2 separate regions of the Gossypium arboreum genome follow, and region 2 is linked to region 1. Evidence: chromatin contacts called from public Hi-C data. All regions are on one chromosome and are shown on one strand. The core of a region is the stretch at or near the end of the contact, and the rest is flanking DNA. Distances in the headings are between cores, read along the strand shown.

Region 1 (7,394 bases), core at 3,174-5,673:
CTCTTCAAATCCCAAGTCATGCTTGTTCGGCAGGTTTGAGACAATCCACTCTTGTAAATTACCTGAATAAAAGCTAACAATTTTATCAGTAGGAATTAAATGATTCCAAATATCCTTTGCAGTAGGACAATCCCTAATAGCATGCAACACATCCTTAAATATGTGTCCACAAATCTCACACGTTGAGTTATTATGGCCGATACCTCGCCGAAATCTTTTTGTATTAGTGAGCAGCCTCTACTTGAAAGCAAGCCAAATAAAGAACCTAACCCTTTGTGGACCTTGAAACTTCCAAGGGATCTTTCACACAGCCTCCTTTGGCTTCTAGAAAGTCTCTCGAATTTTCCCATGTGCACTTTTAACTGAAAATGAACCCGTCGACATACCTCCCTAGATGATCTTGTCAGCCTCTGCTGTAGGGTATGGAGGAAAGACTCTAATAATCTTGCAAACAATCATCTCTAGCAGCTAAACCCAAAATAAATCTAGGTTCCAAGTGTCATCATCTGACACCATTTCACTTAGCAAACAATCTAGATCGAGATTAGAGTGACCAGGAATCAAATTAACTAGAGGCCTCGTATTTGGAACCTATGGATCTCGCTAACACCTAACGTATCTCCCATCCCCTATTGACCAGAGCCAATTCTCCCGAATAAGAGGCCAAACCATGGTGAGGGCTTTCCACAGGAAAGAACATCTACTCCTCGATAGGTAGTCGGGAATTTCGTTTGTAACCTCATATTTAGCTTGAAGGACCTGGACCCAAAGGGCTATGGGTTCAGTCACAAGTTTAAAGCCCAACTTCATCATGAAGGAAGTGTTATGTTCCTGCAATTTTTTGCAAGCCAATCCCACCATGTTCCCGAGGTTGGCAAATGTCTTCCCAACCAACCAAAGCCACTTTTCGACTCCTTATCGAAGACCCCCAAATAAACTGACGCACCATGCTCTCAATTTCCTTGCAAAGGCCTTTACGAATCAGCATAGACTGCAATAAAAAACTGTGGATCACCAAAAGAACTAATTGAGCTAAAGTAGCTCTGCTAGGTAAGGATAACGTCCTTGCCTCCCAACTTTGTAACTTGCTCTGAACTTTTTCCACCACAAACCGCAAAGTGCTATTGATTACTTTTTCATGAAACAGAGGTACCCCCAAATAACTTCCAAGATTTTAGTTCTACGAAAACCAATGATCCGACATAGGCTACCTCCTGAAGCATCATTCACTCCTTCAGAGAAGCGTACATTCATTTTATTAGCATTAATTTTGTGTCTAGAATAATTACAAAAGTTGTCCAACACCTTTTTCAAAATGATGGTTTGATCCTCTTCCGCTACGATTAAAACGTATTTTAAACTATACATAAGTGGATAAAGTTGAAAATTATCCTATAATTAAATGAATCGTACTAACATATATTGAAACTAGAAGGCATTGTGGGTGGTAAAGTTCCGACTAGTGCCAATTTATCTAATCCAACTTCAATGACAAACAAGTACCAAAATAAGTTTGAGTTTTGTACTTACGTACGTACTTATTTCTGACATTTTTTCCTATCTACGAAATCTATAATGGTTTTTATATTTTAAAATTTTAAGGGAATTGCAACCCAGTAAAGGTCTGGCCAAAGGACCAATCCGAAGGAACAATATTGTTAGAGACAAAAGTGTGTCCCATCGTTGGTTGTGACCTTGAAAGAGAGGCTTTGCCCATTAAGGTAACCGTTGCTTTGCCAGTTTTGGCCACAACTTCTCGATATGGGTAACCAACCAATTTTCGACCCTTTGATCGAAGCCGAATGAACATTCCTGGCACCCCCGACATTGGTGAATAGGACTAGGTTGAAGTACGAATGGCCATTGGTTGTCACTCTCATGCCCCTCCTCTTTCTACATGGCACCCTATAAAAATCACAATAACATATGTTATGTCCGCAATAAACATGATTGAAAACGCGTATGTAACTACAAGCTGGAAAGATAAGTTATAGGAACAATCCCAGCTTTATAATGAGCAATTTGTTTGAAAACGGGTTGAGAGAGATGAAAATGGTTGGTTTGGGGGGGGGGGGGGGTTGCACCGGCCGCCTGCGTTGTTTGGCGGGCACCAGTTAGGTTCATTAACAAACTTGAGCTCAAAACAAAAGCACAACTCAAGCCATTAGTTAACAGTGCTGTGCTCAATGCTGCCGTATTGGTCCCACACCCTTGGCTGTATAGATTTCCATATCCACAAGCCCCACCCTTAAAATCGAAGTAACATTTATTATATTTGCAATCGAAAAGTTGCTGCTAAATAGGAAGTATAAAACGAGAAAATGCCAAGAACTCAAATTTACTCCATAATATCATTCAGGCCAAGCATGTAAAATGTTTGCAATAAAATAACATCAAGAAGTTTATCTTTTTCTGTCGATGCATATTTAAAACATATATACAGGGATGTTTCACATGGTTCTGTATATAATATCAAGCTTCTACTTGCGGCCTGCTTCTTCGAGTTCTCGAAGCCCACCGACCTTCTGCTCTATCTCCTCAATCAGCTCTTCACGCCACAACTCTGCCCTTGCAGATTCTTCAATGTCCTCTTGCTGCATTTCAAATAGCCTCATGAGCCAAACAACATATACAACTGAATTGAAAGTGAACTAACAGTACTTCAAAAGCAAAAAGGTAAGAACCCTTAGCTTAGTCCAATTAGTTTATGCAATCAAACTTTTAAAAACTATGGAATCTAGCAAGTATGATATTATAATATCCCTAGACTATAAGACCTTTATGCCAAAAGAGAAAAGCCTAAGAATCAATCACATATTTGGTACTTCAACTTTGGTAAGATTTAGAAATTGGTGCTTCGAGATTGATTTTAGACTAATTTAATGTCAAAGAAATGAATCCGGCGCTTAATTCAATTCAATTGGTGGGTTCATGCATGTACATCCTTCCCTTATTCCCCAACCGAGGCTTCTTTTTTTCCGCAACCAATCAATAATAATATAATTTATCACATCCACAATGTTGTGACTGCAAATATCAAATATTAAAAAGTATATTTATAAATTTATTTTAATAAATAATTAATGGAGTGATAAGAGATATTTATTTAAATTTGTTTAGCTTGTGTTCATTTCACAAACAATATTTTACAGTTATTTCATTTGGAATATTATAAAAGTATCAAGAGACCAAAAAATCCTTAGAATAACATTAGTTATTTTTAAAATAATGATAATTTAGTAATTTTACAAATGAGTTGATTGTACCTTATATAGTGTATATATACAATTGATGAAGGTAATAAAATATGAGTATTAAAATGAAAATGTATAAAAGTTATTAAAACAAAGCTTTAGTTAATTGGTTAATTTAAATTTTATCAATACAATTTACAGGGTTCTAGTTTCATTATATGTATATTTTGATTGGTTTTTAATTAAAAGATTAAAATACTTTGAATAATATAATTTATTTTAATTATAGAAAGATATTTTTGTAATTCTTTAATCGAATTAGTTACTGATTTACTCGTGACAACAACTTAGTTAAAGTCTTAAATAACAGTATAGATATGATATAGATGAGGAAATTAAGGGATGTAATTAACCTTCTCATAAACCCAATGTCCAGTACCATCACCTCCATCTTTCCTGTATACTTCAGAATCATAGTATGGATCCTACACAATGAATGTTCTAAATCAGATACTTTAAAGCTCAAATCAAAAGAAAGCCACCCATTATATATCAATTATAGCGAACAAAATCAATGGACATATGATTATACCTTGGTGGACCCAAAAAACAAACATCCCCAGCAAGTGAACATAATGTAGAAAGCATCTATAAAGCAAAAAAGGACCAAAGGAAAATTCTTCAGCATTTCATCATATAGCTTCAATACGTAAATCGTTGACCAATTTGAATGAATGAATGAATTGATGGAAAAACACTTACAAACTTTTTTAATGGCTTCATCACTAAGATGCCAAATAGATTTATTGGTTATAATTTCTCTTTGGGCATCAAGTTGTTGAACATGATGAACTAAAACTGCCATTAGAGGCCAATCTGGTAGAGCATTAACTTTAACAAAAGCTCCCCTTCTTTTACTCTTGTTGCCTTCATCAATCTATATGTATATACATCACAAATTTCAAGCTGGTACTGCAGTAACATCCCTGCAAATCAAATCACTCACCAAACTACTTACCTGCTGGCAGCCATTGTTGAAAAGCCTGGTGCTGCTTGAAAATGGGTAGTTGCCGAATTTGGTAGGTTGAAGATAACTACAGTGAATCCATGGTTTTAAAATGGTGAAGCTCATATTTGGCTTGTAGAATGTGGTAGTTCTTTTTTCTTTTTTTTCCTCCAAAAGTTATGGATTTTTGGTACTTTAGTTATGTGAGTGAAGGGCTAAGTAGATAAGGCACTCATTTGCATCCATTCTTACTCGGCCCGGTCGGGTCACGATCCGTTTTAAAAAAAAAAAATCATGTCAAATCTCGGCCTGGTCCGATTAGTGGGTCACTTTTATTATTAAAATTATTATAAAATAATGGTTTTGAAAAATATATATTTAATCAACAGTAGTGATAAAATATGAGAACAACTCAATTTGTATTATTTTTCTAATATCATATTATATTTTATGTCGTGTTTTAACCTTTGCAATTCTTTCTCAATTACATGCAATCTTAACTAAAACAATAATAGTTCATCATAATCTAATTTTTAGACTTTAACTCAACAATTATCCCACACTAAAATTGAAATACTTTTTTTATCTAAATTTAACTTGAAATTTAATAATTGTCTCACATTAGAACATGGCCTTTTTTCCAAAAATATAAAACATTAATCTAAATTAAAAATTTTAAACTCAACATAAAAACATTTTGTGAAATTCAAACCCAAAATAATATTAACCCTAATATTTCTTGGAATATTTTCATGTGAACTCAAAGGAAAATCAAAACTGCCAAATGTTTACCTGCTGCAAATCAATCCTAGTTTTTAGGTAGGGACGAAAAATAGGAAAAAAGCAACAAACATATTAAGGTGTAGGTTATCTGTCCAAGACTCCAACCGACCACTTCTTTTGATTAATCTTGTTTTTATTCGATTATTTGTTTGTTGTGTATGTTGGATATTTGATGAAGGAAAGATTGAAACAGAAAGCGATACAATAAAATAGAGAAGTGTTTGGATTATAATTTTTTTATTTTTCATTTCAACATATTAATTTACATAAACATCTACGCTTAAATAAGCTGAATATAATAATAAAATACTACAACTTGATAAATCTTGAAACTTGGAGAGCTTTCAAGCTTGGTGAGCTCGCATGTTTGGTGAGCTCGCAGTTTTGATGACCTCGCAGTTCGCACTATTGATAAGCTGGCAAATATGGTGAGCTCACAGTCTTGGTGAGCATGTAGTCGTGTAGGAGCTAGATTCGCCAATGTATGAATAGCTAGAACGACGAAATTTTGCAAGTGTACACAATCATTAACAAGTAATAAAGTGACAAGTAAATGTCGAGTTATCATACCCATAAGGACTGTGAAAGAAAATATTTATGAAATACAACTTTAAACAATTTGGTGAAAGAAAAATATATTGATTTGAAGAAGTTTTTATAAAACTAAAAATTAACTAAGACAAATAAAAAGTAAAAATGTTCCAATACACGATTTCTGAAAATGAGTTTAATCAATATGACATAAATGTATTAAATCAATTACATTCCTTAACTTAGAATTACTAAGCCCATGTTCATGTTGTTATAAATAATTTCACGACAACTTGGTATTTTGTTAACTAAACCATTTGAATTAAATCTAAGCCATTTTAATTAAATCAAGAACAACAACACAACAAATATTCATGTTCATAATCACAACATAAACGAGAAAAATTAAAGAGAAGAGCAGAACTAGGAAACAAATCTTGGTGTTTCTCCGAAGCCAGACTAGTGTCCTCATCATCTTCACAGCTCGTTCTGTCGATTCAAGGCCTTAACTAACATTTAAATGTTGCTACTCCAAGGGAGATGCAAGCTCTCTTTCAAGAGTGGAAATCAGCAAAGGAAGATGACAAGAAAATGGGAAAACAATGAAGGAAATCGAAGAGAGAAAGGTGAAGAATATGTAGGATGTGAGTTGTGTGAAATGAGGAAGGGAATAGGGGTATTTATGTAACGCCCCAAAAATGTTATATTTTGGTTTTGTGAATTGTAACACAAATGTGCATCTACTACAGTGGTTAAGTGTTTTGGGTGTGTGTGTGAAGTTTCAAGTTCAAGTCCTATTTTGGGCAAATTTTGGTATTTTTCTGAATAAAGCCTTAACCTTGTTTAGTAGGCTTAAGTTTAATTGTATGTAAGTTCATATCCAAATTGGCCTGCTGGTCTGGTGGTTAAAATGTGTGTTAGTGTGTTAGAAGTCTTGAGTTTGAATCCCTACGTGAGCAATGGAGTTTTATTTTTGGGCACAGTTCGGAGAGAGTTTGGGTGGAAGTTGAATTCTAAGTTATGGTGTTAGTGGGAGAGAAATTAGGGACGTGTATCACATCTCCTATTTGCTCTTCAAATTTTCTTCTTTCTTCTTTTTCCCAAAAAAAGTTTTGACGTGAAAATTCCCTCTCCACACTAATTGTCGAAATTTTGCCCTCTTTTTTCTTTTTGCACTTGTTCGTTTACCTTTCAACTCGTCTCTTTCACTTGTGCTACGTTGTTTACGTCTTGATTCAGTAAGTTTTGTTAGGATGGTTTTCTTTCCATTCATTAATTTTGTCATTGATGAGTATCGTTGATGTCGATTAGGTGAAGAATTAGAGGCCCAGAGTCGCTCATCGGGAACTTAGATTCACGGGTGTTGTCGTTGTTCGATCGAAGGTAAGGGGTTGTTACTTGAGGGGTGAATAACTCATTATGGATTCGATTTTAGTTAATTTTTAAAAGTCTAATTTGATGTTTCCAATGACCAATTTTAGGTACTGGAGTGCTCGAGAGTGATTAGGCATCGAAAATGATACAGGTGTGTACCCGAAAACACAGAAAACAATAATCGACGAACGCCAAAAAATGAAACTGTCGACGCCACACCGACGTATGGTCGCCCGCGCGGTAGGGCGTGTGGCAGCACACGGGCGTGTGATTGACAAACCAGGCTATGTGCGCGTGACATAGACACATGATAAGGCCGTGTGAGGACTGACGAGGCCGTGTGCGAGACACGAGTTCGAACAATTGGGCCATGTGGGCCACACGGGCATGTGGGATTCTGGGCCAGGCCGTGTGATCCACACAGCCAAAGCCAAATTGGATCTGTGGGCTACATGGGCATGTTGACCTACACGGGCAGGCCACATGGGTGTGTGAGCCCATTTTTC
Region 2 (7,394 bases), core at 1,285-3,784, 390 kb after region 1:
TGGCAGCAACCATAAAGTAATTGCAGAACCACTCCTCTGAGCTGCAAACAAGCCGATGCAGTGCCAAAAAATATTGCACTACCTCAAGCTTCGAGGTCAGAGAGTGAGCTAGCCATCACTGCAGGGAGAAATTCACCCATCAGACTGATTGCTAATCACAAACAGATCTTACAGTCCTCTTTCACTTTATAGTTAGGTTCATTTTCGTCCCCTTGATTCAAAATGCCCGAGCCCTGAACAGCTAAATCCTCAGAGCACCTTAGAGCTGACCTAAGGTCTCCAATCTCTTGATAACCCCTGGCTACAACCGCATTGATGGCAATGCTTGGCATGATGCCCATCTTTATCATATCTGCGAGCAACATCATCACATCAATCATATGCTTGGCTTGAAAATGACCCTTTAACATGACAATGTACAAGGGCGCATCTACCATCAAACCGCTGCATCTCAAATCCGAGAAAATTTTACTTGCTTCAAATACCTGGCCTTCCTTGCACATGGCTTGAATTAAGCTTGTATACATCACATGATTTGGGGAGCAAAATAGACCATCAAACTCATCAGTTACTGTTTCACCAATACCAGCTTTACTCTTCTCCAAGAAAAAGCTGAAAGCCTCCGAAACTCTTCCATCCTTGCAAAGGCCATCGATTAAACTACTTAACGTGAAAACATTGGGCATTAATCCTGATTCCAGCATCTCTTTATGCAGCCGGAATGCCTCCTTGATATTACCATTTTTACAATACCCATTAATCAAAGCAGTGTAAGCCACCACATCCGGAACAAGACCTTTGATAACCATTTCGGAGTAAAATCCCACGGCAGCTTCCATGTTTCCAGTCTTGCAATAACCATCAATCAATGTAGAGAAAGTGATAACATTTGGTTCTACACCATTTTCGCTCATTTGAGAGCATACCTCCAAAGCCTTCTCCATGTTCCCCACTTTACAGTACCCATCAATCAGGGAATTGTAAGTCACAGAATTAGCCAAAACTCCATCTTTGTTCATTTTCTGCAATAAAAAAGCTCCCTTCCTCCACTTTACCTACAGTACAAAGACCCTTAATCAGTATGCTATATGTGATAACATCAGGCAACATTTCCAACTTCTCCATTTCTGAGCTCAACTTCACTGCTTCAGAAACATTGCCTGCCCTACAGTAGCCATCAATCAAACAATTGTAGACAAAAATATTGGGGAAAACACCATACTTAACCATACAAACAAAGTAGCTCCTAGCTACCGTCAGTTCACCCACCTTACAAAGTCCATCAATCAAGATACCAAAAGTAACAATATTTGGTCCCAACCTATCACTGATCATCATCCCATATATTTCCAAGGCTCGTTCGACTCTATCCATCTTGAAATATCCATTCATCAAAACATTATAAGTGTACAAATTTGGAAGGAAATAACCCTCTTTAATCAATCTAAACATACGTTCTGCCTCCAGCATCTTACCTTCATTACAAAGTAACTTTATGACAGTTGTGTAGACGACAACATTAGGTGGAATTCCTTTCATCAACAGTTCATAAAACAAGTTGTGTGCCTTTAAAACATCACCTTGACAACAACAACAATTTATCAACACCCCATAAGTAACAACATTAGGCAAAAACCCCCGTGAAAGCAATTCCTTGTAAAGATCCCACATGGAGTCAAACCTGCCCAACTTAATTAACCCATCTAAAAGTGCATTACAAGCCTGCATTTGAGGGAAAGTTTTGATATTTCTATAAACCCACAAGGCATCTTCGATTAAACCCATCTGGGAAAATGCAATGATTAATGACCCAAACACATTGGGAGTGAATTTTGAGGTTTGAAATCTGTTAAGGGCGTTGAAAATTAAGTGGCAAGCACGAGGGGGTTCCAAAGAGCTATGGAGGGCTTTGATGAGGTATTTTATCAAACACCTGGCGTCCTCGTAAAGTTTAGCACTGGCCAAGACGTGAATGATGGCTGAATAAGGCTCGAGATTCTTCAAGGGGTTTAAGAGATTGGCATTGGAATTGAAAAGCTTGAGAGCTTGGTGAGGGTTTTGGGTGTTGAGGATATCCTTTGTCAGATGATGGCATGACGATGACGAGGAGGAAGATGCCATTTTACAAAGGTTTGAAGGGTATTTGGTGCAAAGAAATGGCGTTTGTTTACGCGGGAATAGCTTCAACATTTTCAGTTTATAGGTTTACATGGCCGAATCCTAAAATTATAAATTGCTATCCATGTTGAGATGGAACACCAAACCAAATAAATTCAAATTGTAGGTTAAACCTACAACTGGGGCATTGTTCTTGCATCTCTTCAATAAACGGGGTTCGCCATGTTTATGGGCTAAGGCTCTCCTACGAATCATGTAACCCCCCCTCCCCCCTAAACATTAGAATTTTCCTCCCGATCATTTTAGTTCATTTTTTCGTGACAATTTGCACCAATTAGATTTAGACATTTTGCATAAATGGTACCTCAATAATAAATTTATCTATGTAATAATTTAATTAGCCCACATCATTTAATTTTACTTTTTTTTTTTAAAATGGCTTCCATTGAAGTAGAGAGAAAAATAGAAAAACAAATCCGCATGGGTGAGGCCCAAATCCAAAGACAAAAGCAACAAACTGCAGTAGGCCCCCAATACAATTAGAAAAACACCAAAGAAGGAACAGAAGACAAAAGAAAAAGAAATCCTAAATGTTGTCCCAAAAGCAACTGATGGAATCCAAAAATCCCAAAGCCAAATCTGAACAGCTTGCAAGCACGACAATGGAGAAAAAGAAATCACAACAAGGAGAAGTAAAGAGATGCAACTTTTCTAACCCAATGATTGTGGTGAAATTAAGGCGAATGAGTGGTCGACCTTCCTTTCTCAGCTACTGTGCCTGTCACCTGAAAAGGATCCTCCACGACCTAGAAACGGTCCGATGTGCAGCGAAATCCCAGCATCGCGAGCTAGTGAGCAACCCAATTTTACTCTTGAAAACATTGGCAGACTGTAGCCACTGCAGAAAAGGTATGTAACTGCAACCTCCCCTTTGTAATCAGTGCCCGAATCACTGACCGGTCGACTTGTACGTTATTGAGTTTACGTATCACATGCAGAGAATCCCTTTCGAACACAACTCGAGATAGCCCAAGGTCCCGAGCCAAATCCAACACTGATAAGAGAGCCAACGCTTCCGCAGCAAAGGCCGATGAGACCTGACCATGGATCCTATTCCAAGAGACAAGCACCTGGCCCTGGGCATCCCGCACCACCACCCCCGAGCAATAGGAGTGTGACCCTTCTATGTATGTAGTGTTGAAGTTGGCCTTAACTAGAGGCGAGGGCGGAGGACACCAACGTGCAGTACGCAAAACCACCAGAACCGCTCCTGGCGCGTCCAGCACCAACAAGCCACCTAAGTAGGAGCGAATAAAGGAAACCAACTTAGGAGACGTGGAACCAAGGCCCTCATGATAGTACCTGTTACGCAACCACCATAGTGCCTAAATTGTTGTAAGGATGAGTGCTAAATTGTCCCTAATATATGCTTTACAAAGAAAACCTAACCAACTCATAAGATCTGAAACATTGTAGGTACCAGCCCAAGATATATCCAATAGATTCCAAACCAAAATTGTTAAAGGGTACTCCCGAAGCACGTGAATAGGCATATCAGGTATATTGAGGCATCTAGGACAGTATTGTGTAGTAGAGATGTGTCGATTGTAAATGATGTGTAATGTGGGTACATAATTGCAAAGGAATCTCCAAGCAATCATGTGAACTTTAATAGGGACCCAAATCTTCCATATCATTGTAAAAAAATCATGCGAACTCAGAGGGTTGAAAAGACTAGAAGGAATAGAGAGTTGTTGCATAGGCTAATAAAGCAACCTATATCCACTACGAATGAAGTAACAACTAGTTGGATCGCATTTCCAAACCACCAAATCATCATCATCTGAACGAGAGAGAGGAATGCTAAGAATGCGATTTGCCTTAACGACCAAAAGCAACTCACTGACCAAGGTATGATTCCATTGGGCCGAATCCTGTAACATCAAATCACTCACCCAAGTAACATTAGTATTAACAGATAAGTGCACAATACGGCAGAGAGCTTTGCCTAGGAGCCAAAGGTCTTCCAGATGGAGATGAAGTGACCATTGCCCACCCGCCAACCAAGGCCCTTTTCTATCAGGCACCGAGAGCACTAGATATTGTGCTAAGTATAAGAAGGGTAAAACCCTAAGCCCACTCTAAAAAATCAACATTAGAAAAGTAATGTGCTTTAAAACCCGGCTCATAAGACAATCCGAATATGTTAATAAGCACTACCCCTGCTTAGGCAAGAGTGCAATATTAAACTAAGCCAAATCACGAAAGCTCATACATCACACTTAGTTGCGCTTAACGAAGACCAAGAACACCAATGAATTCCCCAAAGACTCCCTAATTTCTGTCGTTAGAACCGACTTATAATAACTTCAAGTGTGCGACAAATGGAAGAAGAAAATAAAAAAATTGCATTGCAAGCGTTGGAATTGCTTACAAAACAAAACGTACAAAAACACCCTAACCACTCTGAGATAAGTAACATAAGTTCCAACTATCAACACATCGATGAAATTGATCCTTAAAATGCTAGAAAGTCTTCTGCTAACTCCTTTCAACCATTAGGGGAACTCCCAAATATTTATCTGTCTGATGGACAGTGCGTACACCCAATACTGATCCGATACTAGAATCGATAAAATGCTCCACATCGAGCTGAAAGAAATAGCCGATTTATCAAAATTCACACCTGTCCAGTGCATCGCCCATATTCCTGCAAAATAGAGTGAATTGTGGCAGCACTCTTAATAGATGTCGAACTGAAAATCATACAGTTGTCTGCAAAAAGAAGATGTGTTAGACGATGACTTGTTTTGCCAATGGACTCAGGGGATCCCCTTGATGGAGTCCTCGTGTCAGCTGAAAAGATCTCCTCAATTTCCATTAAGAACCACGAAATAAGAAACCGTATGGATAAAAGCCATGATCAAGGAAACCTATTCCGAACCGAATCCCATATATAACATGATAGCCTCTAAAAAATCCCACTCGACCCAATCATAGGCCTTACTTATGTCAAGCTTGAGTGAAAAAGAGCCTACTACCCCATTGCACTTGTGCTTAAAAGAATGTAGCACCTCATAAGCGATGAGAAAGTTTTCAGTGATAAAATGGCCAGGAACAAACGCACTCTATTCTTGGTCAATATAGACAGACAAAAACTTTTTAAACCTGTTCACCAGAACTGTAAAAATGATCTTGTACAGGACAGAACAGAGACTAATTGGGCAGAATTGTGACATTTGCATAGGGTTGTGCACCTTGGGAAGGAGACTAAGATTTGTGGCATTGATATCAAAAAGAGGAAGCTCCCTTCGAAGCACCTGTAAACAATAATCTGTGGCATCAGTGCCAATGATATGCCAATATTTCTGAAAGAACAAAGCCGAAAATCCATCTCTGCCCAAAGCTTTCAAATGAGATATCACGTCAATGGTCGACCTAATCTCCTGAAATGTAAAATCAGAGAGCAAAAACCCATTCATCAAAGGAGTAATACACACCTTAATGCCCTCCAGCAAATGATCAAAATTCTCTGACTTAGACGAAGTAAAAAAGCCTTGAAAATATCTAGTGGCAACCCTAAACATAGCATCCATGACTGGACAAGTATGACCATCATCATCCACCAAAGAAGATACCGAGTTCAGCTGCTTTAGAAAAGTGGCAAACTTATGGTAAAACAATGTGCTACGATCACCTTAACACAACCAATTCACCCGTTCCATTTGGCCCCAAAACAACTCCTCTCTATTAGCCTCCATATTGAAAGCCCATTTTACTTCAGTGACCTCGGCTAAGATGTCATCGGAGGGATCAGCCTGATGTAATCTTTTCAACCGAGCCGTAGCCTATTGAAAAAATCGGCGCCTATGATTATGAACTGTTCGGCCCCAAGTAGACAAAGCAACCCCAATGAACCCAACCGAATTGGAACTGACCTTGTACTTGAAGTCCATACCCCCCTGATCTCATATTGTGAAAAATAAAATAGAATAAAATAAATAAAAATAAAGAACACATAAATTTTACGTGGAAACCCTTTCGGAAAAAACCACACAGGCGGAGGAGAAGAAAATTCACTATGTCGAAAAATTTTTACTCAAAATACAAGAGGAATAGACTATGTCTATTTATAGGCTTGCAAAGCCATATTCTAGTAGGATTGAAACACCTTATCCTAATCAATATAAAATAGATGGAGTTTAATAAGGTTTAAAAACCTTATTCTAAAATAAAATAAAAGAAGTCTAGTTCTATATGGATTTTACTTTTATTTTATTTTCCATCGTATTTTATTTAAATAAGAATTTGGGTCACTTAATTCTAACAATCTCCACCTTGACACAAATTCTCAATGAACAAGTTCTTCATCGCGAACTTTCAATAAACAAGTTCTTCACCTCTTCCAAAAACCCCTTAAGGGTTTAACTTCAACAATGAACACCAACCAAGTCTAAGCAATGCTCAAACTTGGTTATAGGAAGTGACTTAGTCATCATATCTGCAGGATTTTCATGAGTGCTAATTTTGCTCACAACAATATCACCACGAGCAATAATATCACGAACAAAATGATACCGAATATCAATGTGTTTTGTTCTCTCATGAAACATTTGATCTTTTGTAAGAAAGATGGCACTGATCGTCACAAAATATCGTGCTGATTTGAAGGTCTTCATTGAGTTCACTAAATAGTCCCTTCAACCAAATAGCTTCTTTACAAGCCTCATTAATCGCCATGTACTCACCTTCAGGTAGACAAAGCGATCGTAGTTTGCAAAGTGGCTTTCCAACTAATTGCACAACCTCCGATTGTAAAGACGTAACTCGTGAGAGATCTTCTTCTATCAAGGTCTCCAAGAAAATCAGCATCAACATACCCTATAACTCCATCTTTAGTTCTTCCAAACGTAAGCAAACATTAGTAGTGCCTCGTAAGTATCTTAAAATCCATCGAATCGCTTTCCAGTGTTCTTTACCGAGATTCGCCATGTATCCGCTAACCGCACCGATCGCATATGATAAATCCGACGTGAACAAACCATAGCATACATGAGAGATCCTATGCACTAGAGTATGGAACATGTGACATGTACTCAATCTCATTATCGATTGAGGAGATAAGGCCGATGAAAGTCCGAAATGGTCGCTAAAGGAGTACTAACAGAGCTTAGCACTCTGCATATTGAACTCGCAAAGAACTTTCTCAATGTACCCTTCCGACTTAGGTACAATTTACTTGCTTTTCTATCTCTCGAGAATCTCCATACCAAGTA

What was found. Hi-C and Micro-C count contacts between places; a contact is called where the count stands out from the background.
Region 2: a Hi-C map of leaf shows a contact between it and region 1, with 2.5 times the contacts expected there. The contact joins the promoter of LOC108482988 here to the promoter of LOC108482140 in region 1. A contact is called at or near these places in 2 of 5 Hi-C or Micro-C datasets (both in leaf).

The regions. Positions count from the first base shown.
Region 1 is chr1:18,213,855-18,221,248 of ASM2569848v2, forward strand. LOC108482140 (photosynthetic NDH subunit of subcomplex B 4, chloroplastic) reads right to left here and starts at 4,424. Exons shown (of 5, transcript XM_017785249.2): 1 at 4,213-4,424; 2 at 3,957-4,131; 3 at 3,787-3,842; 4 at 3,608-3,679; 5 at 2,323-2,594. The coding sequence starts at 4,326. The coding sequence ends at 2,481.
Region 2 is chr1:18,601,766-18,609,159 of ASM2569848v2, forward strand. LOC108482988 (pentatricopeptide repeat-containing protein At5g61400) reads right to left here and starts at 2,535. Exons shown (of 2, transcript XM_017786139.2): 1 at 1,036-2,535; 2 at 1-1,034. The coding sequence starts at 2,190. The coding sequence ends at 156.